3 separate regions of the Macaca mulatta genome follow, and regions 2 and 3 are each linked to region 1. Evidence: chromatin contacts called from public Hi-C data. All regions are on one chromosome and are shown on one strand. The core of a region is the stretch at or near the end of the contact, and the rest is flanking DNA. Distances in the headings are between cores, read along the strand shown. Region 1 has its middle 59 kb from the start of CREB1. Region 2 overlaps DYTN (dystrotelin). Region 3 has its middle 41 kb from the start of FASTKD2.

The links. A called contact is a pair of places that touch in the nucleus more often than the background predicts.
Region 2: a contact with region 1 is called in a Hi-C map of fetal cortical plate, with 7 times the contacts expected there. The contact joins two enhancer-like sites. A contact is called at or near these places in 7 of 14 Hi-C or Micro-C datasets (CD4 T cells, blood, cortical neurons and 4 more).
Region 3: a Hi-C map of fetal cortical plate shows a contact between it and region 1, with 4 times the contacts expected there. The contact joins two enhancer-like sites. A contact is called at or near these places in 8 of 14 Hi-C or Micro-C datasets (CD4 T cells, blood, cortical neurons and 4 more).

Annotation. Positions count from the first base shown.
Region 1 is chr12:112,733,209-112,737,407 of T2T-MMU8v2.0, reverse strand. No RefSeq gene overlaps it. Among named protein-coding and RNA genes, the nearest start is that of CREB1, 59 kb to the left of the region's middle. Within about 2 kb of position 1,972, at least 10 of the 40 cell types and tissues checked have an H3K27ac peak or open chromatin away from gene starts, as enhancers often do. A contact at or near this core is called in cortical neurons, fetal cortex germinal zone and fetal cortical plate, where this site is marked.
Region 2 is chr12:111,960,730-111,964,928 of T2T-MMU8v2.0, reverse strand. It overlaps DYTN (dystrotelin), which reads left to right. Exons shown (of 12, transcript XM_002799029.4): 6 at 1,104-1,175; 7 at 1,430-1,593. Among named protein-coding and RNA genes, the nearest start is that of DYTN, 18 kb to the left of the region's middle. Within about 2 kb of position 2,443, at least 9 of the 40 cell types and tissues checked have an H3K27ac peak or open chromatin away from gene starts, as enhancers often do. A contact at or near this core is called in cortical neurons, fetal cortex germinal zone and fetal cortical plate, where this site is marked.
Region 3 is chr12:112,077,993-112,082,191 of T2T-MMU8v2.0, reverse strand. No RefSeq gene overlaps it. Among named protein-coding and RNA genes, the nearest start is that of FASTKD2, 41 kb to the right of the region's middle. Within about 2 kb of position 2,486, at least 7 of the 40 cell types and tissues checked have an H3K27ac peak or open chromatin away from gene starts, as enhancers often do. A contact at or near this core is called in fetal cortical plate, where this site is marked.

The DNA of each region.
Region 1 (4,199 bases), core at 723-3,222:
TCAGTCGTAAAAATAATACAAACTCGATCCCAAATTAGATATAAAATATGCAAAGGTGTTGTGCTATGTAAGTAATGTACTTATTATCACATATGCAATGCAAATGGATGTGACATTCTACAGACTACTTCGGGAAAATAGAGAACATAAAAATGTTCTGATTTTAAACACAAAATAATTCCATTCAAAAATTGACCACGAGAGGGCAGCATTGTCTACACAAACACAGAATGGCCACTGCATTTGAACCTCAGACATTTTCTTGAGGTTCTTTCACCATTTGGTTTCAAACACAAGGAATGATTATAGAAACAGCATCATTGATGCTTAGATTCACAGTTTTAAAAATGAAAGCTCCAATCTCTTGGTCTACGCAGCCATTAGAAAGGCTAATTATCGTGGAACAATGGCACATATTTCTTTCTTGTATTTCTCTGTCTTTTCCAGCATGTCTCCTTCACGTTCTACACTCCGTTTCTGTAGTTCATTTATTTTGGGGAAAAAAAAAAAAAAAATCACCCGACTATTATTAGTCTGAATCCCAGTGAGCTCCAATTTCTTTACGGAATTTATTTATTTATTTATTTATTTATTTTTCCCCGAGTCTTGCTCTGTCCCCAGGCTGGAGTGCAGTGTCACGATCTCGGCTCACTGCAACCTCCGCCTCCCGGGTTCCAGCGATTCTCCTGCCTCAGCCTCCCGAGTAGCTGGGAATACAGGCGCGCGCCACCACGCCCAGTTAATTTTTGTATTTTTAGTAGAGACGAAGTTTCACCATGTTGGCCAGGATGGTCTCCATCTCTTGACCTCGTGATCTGCCCGCCTCGGCCTCCGGAAGTGCTGGGATTACAGGCGTGAGCCACCACGCCCGGCCATCTACAGAACTGTTAAGCAGTCTAGGGTAGTGAATAGAAACGGGGCCCCAGCTGTGGGCAGGGACTGCTTCTGCCACTTCGAGATTTGCTTTTCCCCATCGATGAACTGAAGGTAATAAGAGCATCTGCCTCTCAATGTGCTGTTGTGAGGAAGCGCTTTATAATGGATTTCATAAGGTGCCTGGCACGTAGAAAGTGCTCAGTAAACATTGCGGTAACAGTGGTGGACTCTTTTTTTTTTTTTTTTTAATTGAATGAGTTGTCAACATTTAAAAATCTGGAGAGCTCACATAAAAATCCTCACTGATCAGTTTTGTCCACATATGTTACTTGCCTGGCTTCTGTGGGCACGCGGGTTGTGGTCCCTCGTGAACCCTTCCATCTCCCACCATCTGTTTATTGCCTTCAGATGATGATAAAAAACTGCACCATGGCCAGCAAGAACAGCTGTAGGAAGGAAGACTTCAGATTTTTTCTCCAAGTTGCAGAAGATGATCGTGCTCAGTCCTAAACTCTCTGTAGATTCTTTTATCGAGCAATCCAAAGCCCTTAGCGCTGCAGTTTAATCTAATTTGTTTCTTTTGTCAGATTTCATTTTGAGGCTGCAGCCTTTGAGAGACTAGCAGAGAGCATTTCCTATGGGAAATTTGGTTTCATTCATTTCTAGGTGGCAGTTTGGGGGGTCAGGATTGTCAAACTGGGGAGGACATCTGACGCCTGATGGTAGAACAAAAAGCCACCAGGGACAGGCTTAGGATAGTTCCACTGTGACATCCTTTTTCCTTTTTCCCTTTCACTTTGTCAGCCCCCCTACCCCATGTGTTAAATGGATTTTCTTATTTTTAATCTTAAAGAAAAAGAATTTGTGTTTATAAAATAAGATTTAAAAGGTTATTTCCTCCTCACAGTGGGCATCCAGGGAGATGGCTTGGCAGCCCCCAGGAGCTCAGGGAGGAGCTCAGCGATCCTCTCCTCTGTCTTACAGAACCGTGCTAAGTTACCAAAGGAAACCACCACTCATTTATCTAAACCCTTTGCAGTTAAATGCTCAGAGACGAATGCGCTTGTTGCAACTGCTCTCAGGGTGGCAGCAGACACTCAGAATGGTGTTTCGATTTAACTTATTGCATTTCAGCTAATTGAAAAGCAGAGCACATCGAAGGGCCTCTGCGAGAACACTTTTCAGACTATAAATCGGGGCTGGAGGATATGTTTAATTAAATCAGTCCTGAGGTCACAGGAAGGAAAAGCAAACCTCTCCCTCCCAGACTTGACCTGGTTCACGTAACATGGCAGCTAGAGAACTTGGAAATGTGTTAGTAGGACTAATGTAAATATACCAGAATAAAGCACTTCTCCGCCAGACTACGAAGCAAGAAATCGGATCTAGAGGCAGACAATGGCTCTGACCTTCCAGTTTAATTCTGCATGCAAGAAACACACAGATGAAGATGGCTGGAGAGGCTGAATTGCTACGTTTCAGATTGCAGTGCAAAGGATAGACTTTCTTAAAAGAACTTATTTCCAAAGAATTCTATTATTTGCTAGCAGGGACTTGGGAAGCCTTGAGTCAGTCCTGGGCCAGAACTGAGTGTGTGAAGGGGTGAATCATTAACTAAAACCTACCAGTTCATGAAGGAGGAAACCTAGTTAGCATTTGGGATCCTAGACTGGACACTAGCCAGGTGTCGTCTGCACCAAAGGAAAGCGTGGCCACACAGAAGAAGGGAAAACGGGTAGGCCATTTGTATGGCTTGGGCCAACCCAGCATGGCCCACACGGGAAGGCTCCACACAAACCTGTTGGTCTCACTTTTCTTGCTGAATTCTCTCTCAGGTTCATGGGCTTATATGATGAATGTTCATGCAACATCTTTCAACAGCCTTCTCTCCCCATCCTTCCCAAATTTAAAGATAGGATCACGTGACAGAAAGAAAAAGAGCAGAATGTAAATGTGAAATCATAGCATTTGAAGGTGTGATCTTGGTTTTTAGCTAGAAGACGAGGAAGCTGAAGAAGTAACTAATTCAGGCCGGGCATGGTGGCTCACGCCTGTAATCTCAGCACTTTGGGAGGCTGAAGTGAGCAGATCTCTTGAGCCCACGAGTTCGAGACCAGCCTGGGCAACATGGCGAAACCCTGTCTCTACAAAAAATACAAAAATTAGCTGGGCACGGTGGTGCACGCCTGTATTCCCAACTACTCGGGAGGCTGAGGTGGGAGGTTGGCTTGAACCTGGCAGGTGGAGGTTGCAGTGAGCTGAGATCACACCAGATCTGCACTCCAGCCTGGGCAATAGAGCCAGACTTTGTCTCCTTAAGATATAATAATAATAATAATAATAGTAATTAATTCAGTCCAGCCAGTCAGCATAGGGAGCTAGCATGTTGGTCATAATTGCATGGCCCAATCTAGAGCATATAGGTTCCTGTTATGAGCATCATGATGTGAAACAAAGGACTCAGTGCCTTGGAATCATTACCCACTCCTCTTGCATCTCTAATCATATATTGATTATGCTTATTTTTCATTCATAATTTTCTATGACTCCTTATTTCCCATGATGCATCCATATCAGTCCTATTACCCCTTTAGATCTATTTGTTTGCTGGATCAATTCTCGTTAAGACTTTAGTTTCATAGTTGTGGGAGGAGGGCAGGAGAGCTGTGGGGGAGGCGTTTATTCACTTCTCCTGGTCTTTGAGCAGGTAGACACAAAAACCTCTCCCCACGCCCTTTTTTCCTTATCTCTTCCTCTTGGATACTTTCTTCGTTTCCACTCTCTCCTCGTTTTCCTCTCCCTTACAAACTGCAAAGAAGACCTGAAGGATGAGATCAGGGTTTGTGATAGAGGTCAAGCGTCTGCCTCACCTTAGGCAGCTAGCTGCCCCTTATCCCTCTTCCCATTCTAATGATCAGCAAAGGAATGAGCAGATGAGGGATCAGAAGAAGAGAAATAAGGACAGCAAAGCCAAAAGGTCCTGCAGGACAGGCGGTCTGGAGGCAGAAACTTGAGATCCAATACCGAGATGGATGAGATGTTTGGCTTGGGCAGTCATTCACCTTTCTGGGCCTCAGTTATCACAGCTGTAGAATCAGAGAAACAGACTGGACATGCTCTAAGCCTGGCTCTGGGGTTCTATGGGTCTATGAACTAGGAAACAGCAGTTTACAATATGAAAATGCTGCAGGATGCTTATAAAGTTAATTTACAAAAGAAAAGAAAAGAAAAACAATAGCAACAACAACAAAACCCTTCCTGTGATCTATGTATTTATACTCCATCACCGATGCCATTATGTATGAATAACTTATTAGAACCAA
Region 2 (4,199 bases), core at 1,194-3,693, 770 kb after region 1:
TGTCTCTTTGACAAACTGATTTCCTTTCCTTTCATCCCTTGCTTTCAACATAGGTAGTGATTGCCACCCTACCTCAGAAATGGGCATTTCTTAAAATGATATGATATGAAAGTGTTTGGAAAGGTTTTTCTCAAAGCCACTCTAGGCTTTTCCAAGGTAGTGAGTTATCTCAGTAGATTGTTTACAGTCAGTTACAGATTGAACTTCTTGATCTGCTCTTTCCTGCTTCTCTCTACTGCACTTGACTAGTCTTAAAAATATGTATATATACAATAGCAAAGACTTGGAACCAACCCGAATGCCCATCAGTGATAGACTGGATAAAGAAAATGTGGCACATATACACCATGGAGTACTATGCAGCCATAAAAACCAATGAGTTCATGTCCTTTGCAGGGACATGGATGAAGCTGGAAACCACCATTCTCAGCAAACTAACACAGGAACAGAAAACCAAACACTGCATGTTCTCACTCATAAGTGGTAGTTGAACAATTAGAACACATGGAGACAGGGAGGGAAACATCATACACTGGGGCCTGTCAAGGGGTGGGGCAAAGGGAAGGGAGAGCATTCGGACAAATACCTAACGCATGCAGGGCTTAAAACCTAGATGACGGGTTGACAGGTGCAGCAAACCACCATGGCACATGTATATCTATGTCACAAACCTGCACACTCTGCACATGTATCCCAGAACTTAAAGTAAAAAAAAAAAAGTATATATATTTTAAAACTCTAAACTTTAAGACAGTATTATTGTTAACTTCATTTATTGGTGAACAAAGGCAAAGAAAGGTTAAAATAATTTGGAATAACGAGAAAATAAAACAGAAGGAAGCAGTTTATCACCCCATTGGCAGACTTCTTTCCCTTACCCTCCTCCCTCCTCTCCTTCCCACTTGCTTATTCATTGTCTTAACCCAAACATTGCACAAAACCTATGCATTGCTTTGTTCTCTTGGATTGAGACAGTTCACCTGGTCTCAGATACCAAATACCTGTGACTGCATGGCTGTGGGCACCAGCTCTCAGCCCTGCTGCTCCCGGAGACGACATATTTCTCCACTTTCTAACAGCTAAGATGAGGTTGTCTCTTGCAGATCCCAACTGTCGTGGGAGAGAGTCGTGCTCTGTGCCCTGTGGAAAGTGCCACCCGCAGCTGTTTCCAAGGGGTGAGTGCCTTGCAAATGTCCCTGGAGTTGGGGACAGACATGGGGCATTGGGATAGTTTGCTGACTGATTTACATTACAGACCTATTATTACTCCAAACAGCATCTCAGATAACTGAATTTAGGAGGTAGTCTTGCCTCCAGCTTTTCCTATGATAAACTTCTTCAGCAGAGCTGACAGAATTGGAGTCAGAAAAGAAAATGAAAACATCAAGTCATGCCTAAAAACACATCTTAGGGTGCTACTGTTTTTCAGGTGTTGAGCCCAGCAATCAAAGAAGAGAAATTCCTGTCTTGGGTCCAATCTGAGCCTCCCATCCTCCTGTGGCTCCCGACCTGCCACCGGTTATCAGCTGCTGAAAGAGTCACTCACCCTGCTCGGTGTACCATCTGCAGGACTTTCCCAATCGCGGGACTCAGGTACAGCCATCAGCAGCATTTCTCGGATTATCATTCTCCATACGGTTCTGCAGTTGGAGCTGCATCCCTGCAGATTCTTTTTGGGGTCCTCCTTACACATCTGAAATTCACATGCCTTTTTTGGCTCAATGATTTCCTGGCAGGAAGCATCCTGGTTGATAATAAATTGTCTTTTATCTTCTATAATGGATGAAATATTAAATTCTTCCACTGATGCATAATGTGACTAATAGACATTTTTCTTCCTCTAAGGGGAACACATTTTGTCTTTGTTTTGTTTTGTTTTAGAGACAGGGTCTCTGTCACGCAGGCTGGAGTGCACGGGCACTATCATAGCTCACTGCAGCTTCAAACTCCTAAGCCCAAGTCATCCTTGCAGCTCAGCCTCCTGGGTAGCTGGGAGTACAGGCACATGCCACCATGCCCAGCTAATTTTCTATTTTTTGTAGAGATGGGATCTTATTGTGTTACCCATGCTGGTCTCCGACTCCTGATCTTAAGTGATCCTCCTGCCTCAGCCTCCCAAAGCATTGGGTTTCAAGTGTGAGCCACTGCACCTGGCCTGTCTTTTGTTCCAAAGAAACCTTTTAAGTATTGAGCCATCCATCGTCATCATCATCCTAACAACACTACTTTTGTTAACTGTTAGACAAATGACAAGCTGAGCAGTTCACATGGGCCATTTCATTTAAAATGTGTTGTAAGCCAATACAAAGGGTTGTATTATTATCCCCAATTTGCAAAGAAGTTAAATAACCTACATGATTAGCAAGCTACAGAGGCTGGCAGCCTAAATCCAGAGTCCCTGCTTTGCAGTCATGATGCTCTGCTGCCTCCCTGTGCAGACAACTGCAAATGAGCCTCATGCTCACACAGATGATCAGCATTCATGAGAGCAGCTCAGGCCTGATCTTCTCTCCACCTGGAGCTAAAAGCAGATTAGAAAGCTAGATTTGGAGCTGGATGCAAATATTTCCATAGCTTTGAGGGGAACAGTCAAAACCCTATCCTAGAGAAAGAGTGTTATAGGTCTCCCATAAATAAAACCATAGGGAAGTTAAACTGGTTATCATTAAAGCTTGGGAGAAGAGAAAGAAACCACCAGGTGTAGGCCAGGCATGGAAGATGCCATTATTCACAATGAGTGAACAGGGGCTGGGAATGTGGGAAGACTAGAGCTCTGGGACATCAGGCAGCTAAATACAAGGCAAAACTGAGGGTGCCCGGAAGGAGAAGGGGACAAGAGGCCTCAGGCCTCAGCTCCTGCTCACTTTGTTCCTCTTCCTTTCCCATGCTTCTTGACCCTAGCTAACCCAGAACTGAAATATGCTCCCCATGGAGATAAACTAGGTCTGCTTGGTACACCAAAAAACTGGAGATCTGGTTTTAATTTTGCTGAGAAAATGAATTGGGTTTGCAGAGAATTTGCAGGACACAGTAAAACTTCATTCATGAAAATTCTGCAAGAAACTGAACTTTAGACAATAAAACATATAAATGAACAGGACTGTTGGAAACCAAGCAAGCAGGAACAAGGAAATCTTCATACTACAATGAAAAATAAATTATTTATATTGGACAATGGGGAAATCTGAATATGATTTACCATGTTATGAATATATTATAATCATTTAACCAATAAGCAAGTATTAGTTAAGGAGTTTCTGTCAGTCCTGCCCTAGGTCAAGTACAAGATTAACTTTGCAATTATATAAAACACAACTTTTACATCGACATATTTTTCAAAATTATTATATGTAACATAAAGCAGATACTATTTGTATTCTATAGATGATAAAATTTGAGTCTCAAAGAATTTGAGTGACTTACTTAAGTCGCCCCTAAAACTGGCAAAGGCAGAGGCCAAGATGTACCTCAAATATCTATTGAGAATGAGAACAGAATTTCTTTAAAATGCCTCCATGTAAACCATCTTTCCTCTTATACACCCAAGGCAATAAACAAATGTCCTATATACAAAAAGCTGGGAGACCTGGGCAAGGTATTTAACCTCTATGGACCTCAGTTTTGGGTTTTTTGTTTTTTGTTTTGTTTTGGTTTTAGTAAAATTCAGCAGGGTAGAACAAATTATGTCTGAGACTTCTTTAGCTCTAAACTTCTGATTCTATTAAAAATTGCCTGGATATATTATAATCTTAGCTTTAAACTTGTGTTTTGGGATCTCAAAAAACTCAACTAGTAGCTTTGGTTTTTTGGGAGATGAAGAAAGTCATGTTAGAGGAGAAGCACTTGCAGATGTGCAGGTAGCAGAAAGAGGACAAAGATTTGGCCTTCTAAAGAAAAAGAAGGTGCAAAGACCATAGAGTGGCCCTCATCCAAGATTTAAATTCCAGAAGGACATGTGACATTTTTGCTCTGTGATAGCCATGGAAGGTTGAAATGAAATTGGGGGAAAACCTGGGTTCTATATTGGTAAAAACATCAACAACGGGCCAATCTCATTACCCCGACAATAACCATTCTCATACACCTGTAGGTAGTTGCAGAGCACAGAGGAACAAATTTAAGGATAGATCAGCTTATTATCCTAGATAAGCCAGTCATAGCCATCTAGTTAATGCTTGATAAAGCAGCCAGCATGGATG
Region 3 (4,199 bases), core at 1,237-3,736, 660 kb after region 1:
GCCAGGATGGTCTCGATCTTCTGACCTCGTGATCTGCCCGTCTCCGCCTCTCAAAGTGCTGGGATTACAGGCGTGAACCACCGTGCCCGGCCAAGAAAATAATTTTTAAAAGTTAACAAGAATGAAATAAAGCCTCTCATAATTAAAAACACATTAAGACAAGACACTTGGGAAATGAAACTTCATCCCAGTGGTGGCTCTCCAGGTATGGGGTCCGGCTATGGAGCCACCCAAATCTGTTAGACAACAGAGAAGCAAAGAACTACAGGCAGGCCAACCTTTGATTAAGGTGGCTGTGGATTTTGACAGCTTTTTCTCTTGGCTCAAATCCTGTTTTCAGCACCCTTTTTGGTAGAGCAAGGACTAGTTTTACTAATCCTATACATACTAATAATGATGATAATGATAGAAAATTCCATAGTTACCATTTATTTGTGCTTACTATGTATGGCAGGCAGAATAACGACATCCTCCTTCACGCGAAAGATATCCTAATTCTCAGGAACTATAAATATGTTACATTACATGGCAAGAGGAACTGAGGTTGCAGATGGAATTTGGTTGCTAATCAACTAGAAGCTTTCCTCCTAAGATAAGGAACAAGAAGCGTTCCTGCTAAGATAAGCAACAAGGCAAAGATGCGCCCTCTCACCACTGCTTTTCAACTTTGTACATTTGTCCTACATAATGCACTGAGACAAGAAAAGAAAATATGCCAATTGGGAAGGAAGAAATAAAACCATTTTCATTGGCAGACGACATGATTGTCTATGTAGAAAATCTGGAAGAATCAACATAAAAAATCCTAGTACTAATAAACTATTATAGTAAGGTTGCAGGACAAGGTTAATAAAAGCCAATCACTCTCTTATATACCAGCAACGAACAAATGGAATTTGACATTAAAAGCACGTTATCATTTACATTAGAATCTCCAAAATCAAATACTTAGGCATAAATCCAAAAAATTTTGTATAACATCTATATAAGGAAAACTATAAACCTTTGATAAAGATATCAAAGAAGAATTAAATAAATGGACAGATATTCTATATTCATGGATAGGAAGACTCAATATTAACAAGATGTCAATCCTTTCCAAATTGATCTATAGATTCAGCATAATCCCAATAAAAATCCCATCAAGTCATTTTGTAGCTAGTAACAAACTAATTTTAAAGTTTATATGGAGAGGCAAAAGACCCATAAGATTACAGGTGGAATTAAGGCTGCTAAACTGACTTTAAAATAGGGAGATTATCCTCAATGATCAGAGTAGGCACAATGTAACCACAAGAATCCTTAAAAGTGGAAGAGGGAGGCAGAAAAGTCAGTAGCAGAGTGAAGGGATAGAAATACACTCCACTGGACGCTGCCAGCCTTGAAGACAGTGGAAGGGGCCATAAGCTGAGGACTGCAGGCAGCCTCCAGCAGCTAAAAAAGGTTAAAAACCTGATTTTCTTAGAGATAGCAGAAAGGAAGACAGCCCTGCCCACACCTTGATTTTAGCCCAGTTAGACCCATTTTTTATTTCTGACCTCCAGCACTATGAGTCAATTACTATGTGTTGTTGTAAGCCACTAAATTTGTTACAACAATAGGAAACTTATACACTGTGCCAAAATTGGAGCTACACGGTTCATGTCCAATTAGCTCTAATTCTTACAAACACTGCGAGAAAGGCATAAGCATCTGGTTTATCCAAATGAAGACACTGAGGCCCCAGATGGTAAATGACTTGCCCAAGACCTCAGTTAGTAAAATGCAAAGCTAGAGTATAAGTCCAGGCTTGTTGGACTCCAAAGCCCATTTCTCTTCTTCTCCACTCAAAATTAACCCATGAGACGTCAAACCCTGAACAACCCTTGCTCCATGTCCAGATATGTACTGCTCCACCTCAGCTGTTAGACTCACTCCCTAGAAGCTGAAGGAAAAAAAGAAAAATCCAATTACCATTTAAAAATAGCTCCCTATCGAAATGGCCAAATGAAAGTTTTATTTTAGTCTAATTGGTCCAACTGGCTCTGCTTGATACTTCACTTATTCAATATATAGGATTCTTCTGAGGAAAAACATAGAGGGGCCAAGGGGTGACTCGTGAATGCAGGCTAAAAGCTTGGCTGAAAGCACTTTGAATCAATAAGCAAGCCAATGCTTTGGTCTGGGAAATTTACTAGAGTCAGGTTTGAAATGCATTTTTGTTTTTGCTCTTATCATTAATTACTGTTGCTAATGCTTTTTGTTATTATTTTTAAAATTAATTGCCAGGCATTGATAGTAGCCAGCAATTTTTCACACATTGCTTAAACATACTGAGATAAAAAATCAGAATCATAACTGGAGTGCATGTTTATGGATTACTAAAATGCTCACATAAGAATTACACACTAATTCAACTACAATAAAAAAAAAATTACACTTGAAGAGCTTATTATATACTATTCCTTCCCCTTCTGAGAAACATTTGAGCAGAAGCCTAGCATGGTTACCATAGCAACTATAATGCAAAATTGGCAGTAACTTTATGAATTGCAAATTCCTCTAAGGGTGTTGGGGAATTTTTTTCTACTTCCATTTTTAACCATCTCATATGCATTATTCCAGCAATATGTTAAACAAGGTTTTTGGGAACTCATGCATCACTTCAAAACAAGCTATGTTTTAAACCTTCAAATTTCATTATTCTAACAAGAGCAGACTTACCAGGAAACACCCAATTTACTGTCTTTTAAATTTTCCATTGTTTTTATTAATAACTGAGTTCTTAACACATTGGATCACTGTTTCTGAAGAGAATCCAGGTAGTCAAATAAATGAAATTACTATATTATTTACCATCATCTGCCCTTGAATCTTTCTGAGAATGGAGAAAGGGGATAGTCCTAGTTTAAAAAAAAAAAAAAAAAACCCTTGTAATTTCACAATCTGTTTCTCCTTCTAAGTAATATCAGTTGACATTTTGCATCAAAACTTCAATCAAACAAATGGTCAATCTTTGTTGTTTTCCTTTCTCAGTCCCATTTTCTCTCCTAGATGCTCATGAGCATGAAAATGACCCAGAGAAACAGCTTGAGTAACTAGGCAGTTAGTCCCAGGATGAATTGTTTGCTTGGGTAGTTCAGAGACTGGCTAAGGTAGCCAAAACTATTGTGCTATACTACATATGCATGTCTAAATATGTGTAATTGAGAGATGAGGTTATTCATATAATCATAAATGGTTCATGTCTGATCATTGCCAATTTCCTAGCTCTCCGACTTTGAGCAAGTCATTTGTGAGTTTTAGCTTCCTCATCTATAAAACAGGAACTTAAATTTTTCCCCAGTCCATTTCATAAGCCTGTTATAAGAATCACGTGAGATGGTATGTTTGAATAAAACATGTCCTTTTAAAATACTGCTATCAATTCTTCTCAATTTTTATTTTAGATATTCAATACTAATAATCTCCAAAAAACGAAGATTCTTTATTTTCAGAATCTAGTATCAAGAGGAAAGGTGCTAATTCACGGATTGGGTATCTCAGGGTTGGAAATAAAGGTAAGTACAAAAATGTCAGAATTAAATCCTATTATATAAAGATCTAAATTATTGCCTCTGGTCAGTTTCTCATTTGGGAGACCTATTTGTTTGCAAAACAGTAACACAGAAAATGACTGCACCCAAAGCACATCTCTCAGACAAGGGTCTATCCAGATTCTTAACGAGTCCAGGGAGCATTTTGTGGAGACAAGCAAGTCTATTGGCTTGTTCTTTTTTTTTTTTTTCTTCAACTCTTATTTTTGGTTAGGGGGTACATTTTCTGTCCTGTTTCACAGCAACTTCCTGAGGTCAAAGGAACATTAGTTGTTTTCCTGCCCTTGAACAATAGCCTTCAAAGAGGATGTAAGTATGGCCCAAACCTTTGATGGACATAAATTATGATATGCAACATAATCGGATAAACATGGTGAAGAAGGATTAAAAGATGAAAACTCTGCTTGGCTTCTGAGGACTCTGTTTATTCATACACTCTGTCATTCGTTCACTCAGCATTTACTGAGAGCCAACTATACACTGCTTCAGTAAAGAAAGGGAAGAATCAGACACATATTTACTCCTGAAGAGTTCCCCAGTTTACTGGGGGAAGATACAGCCCTTCTTTCTATCCCTCACTGCATCTAAGGGTCATGGGAACACAGAAATGGCAAAGACTAACCA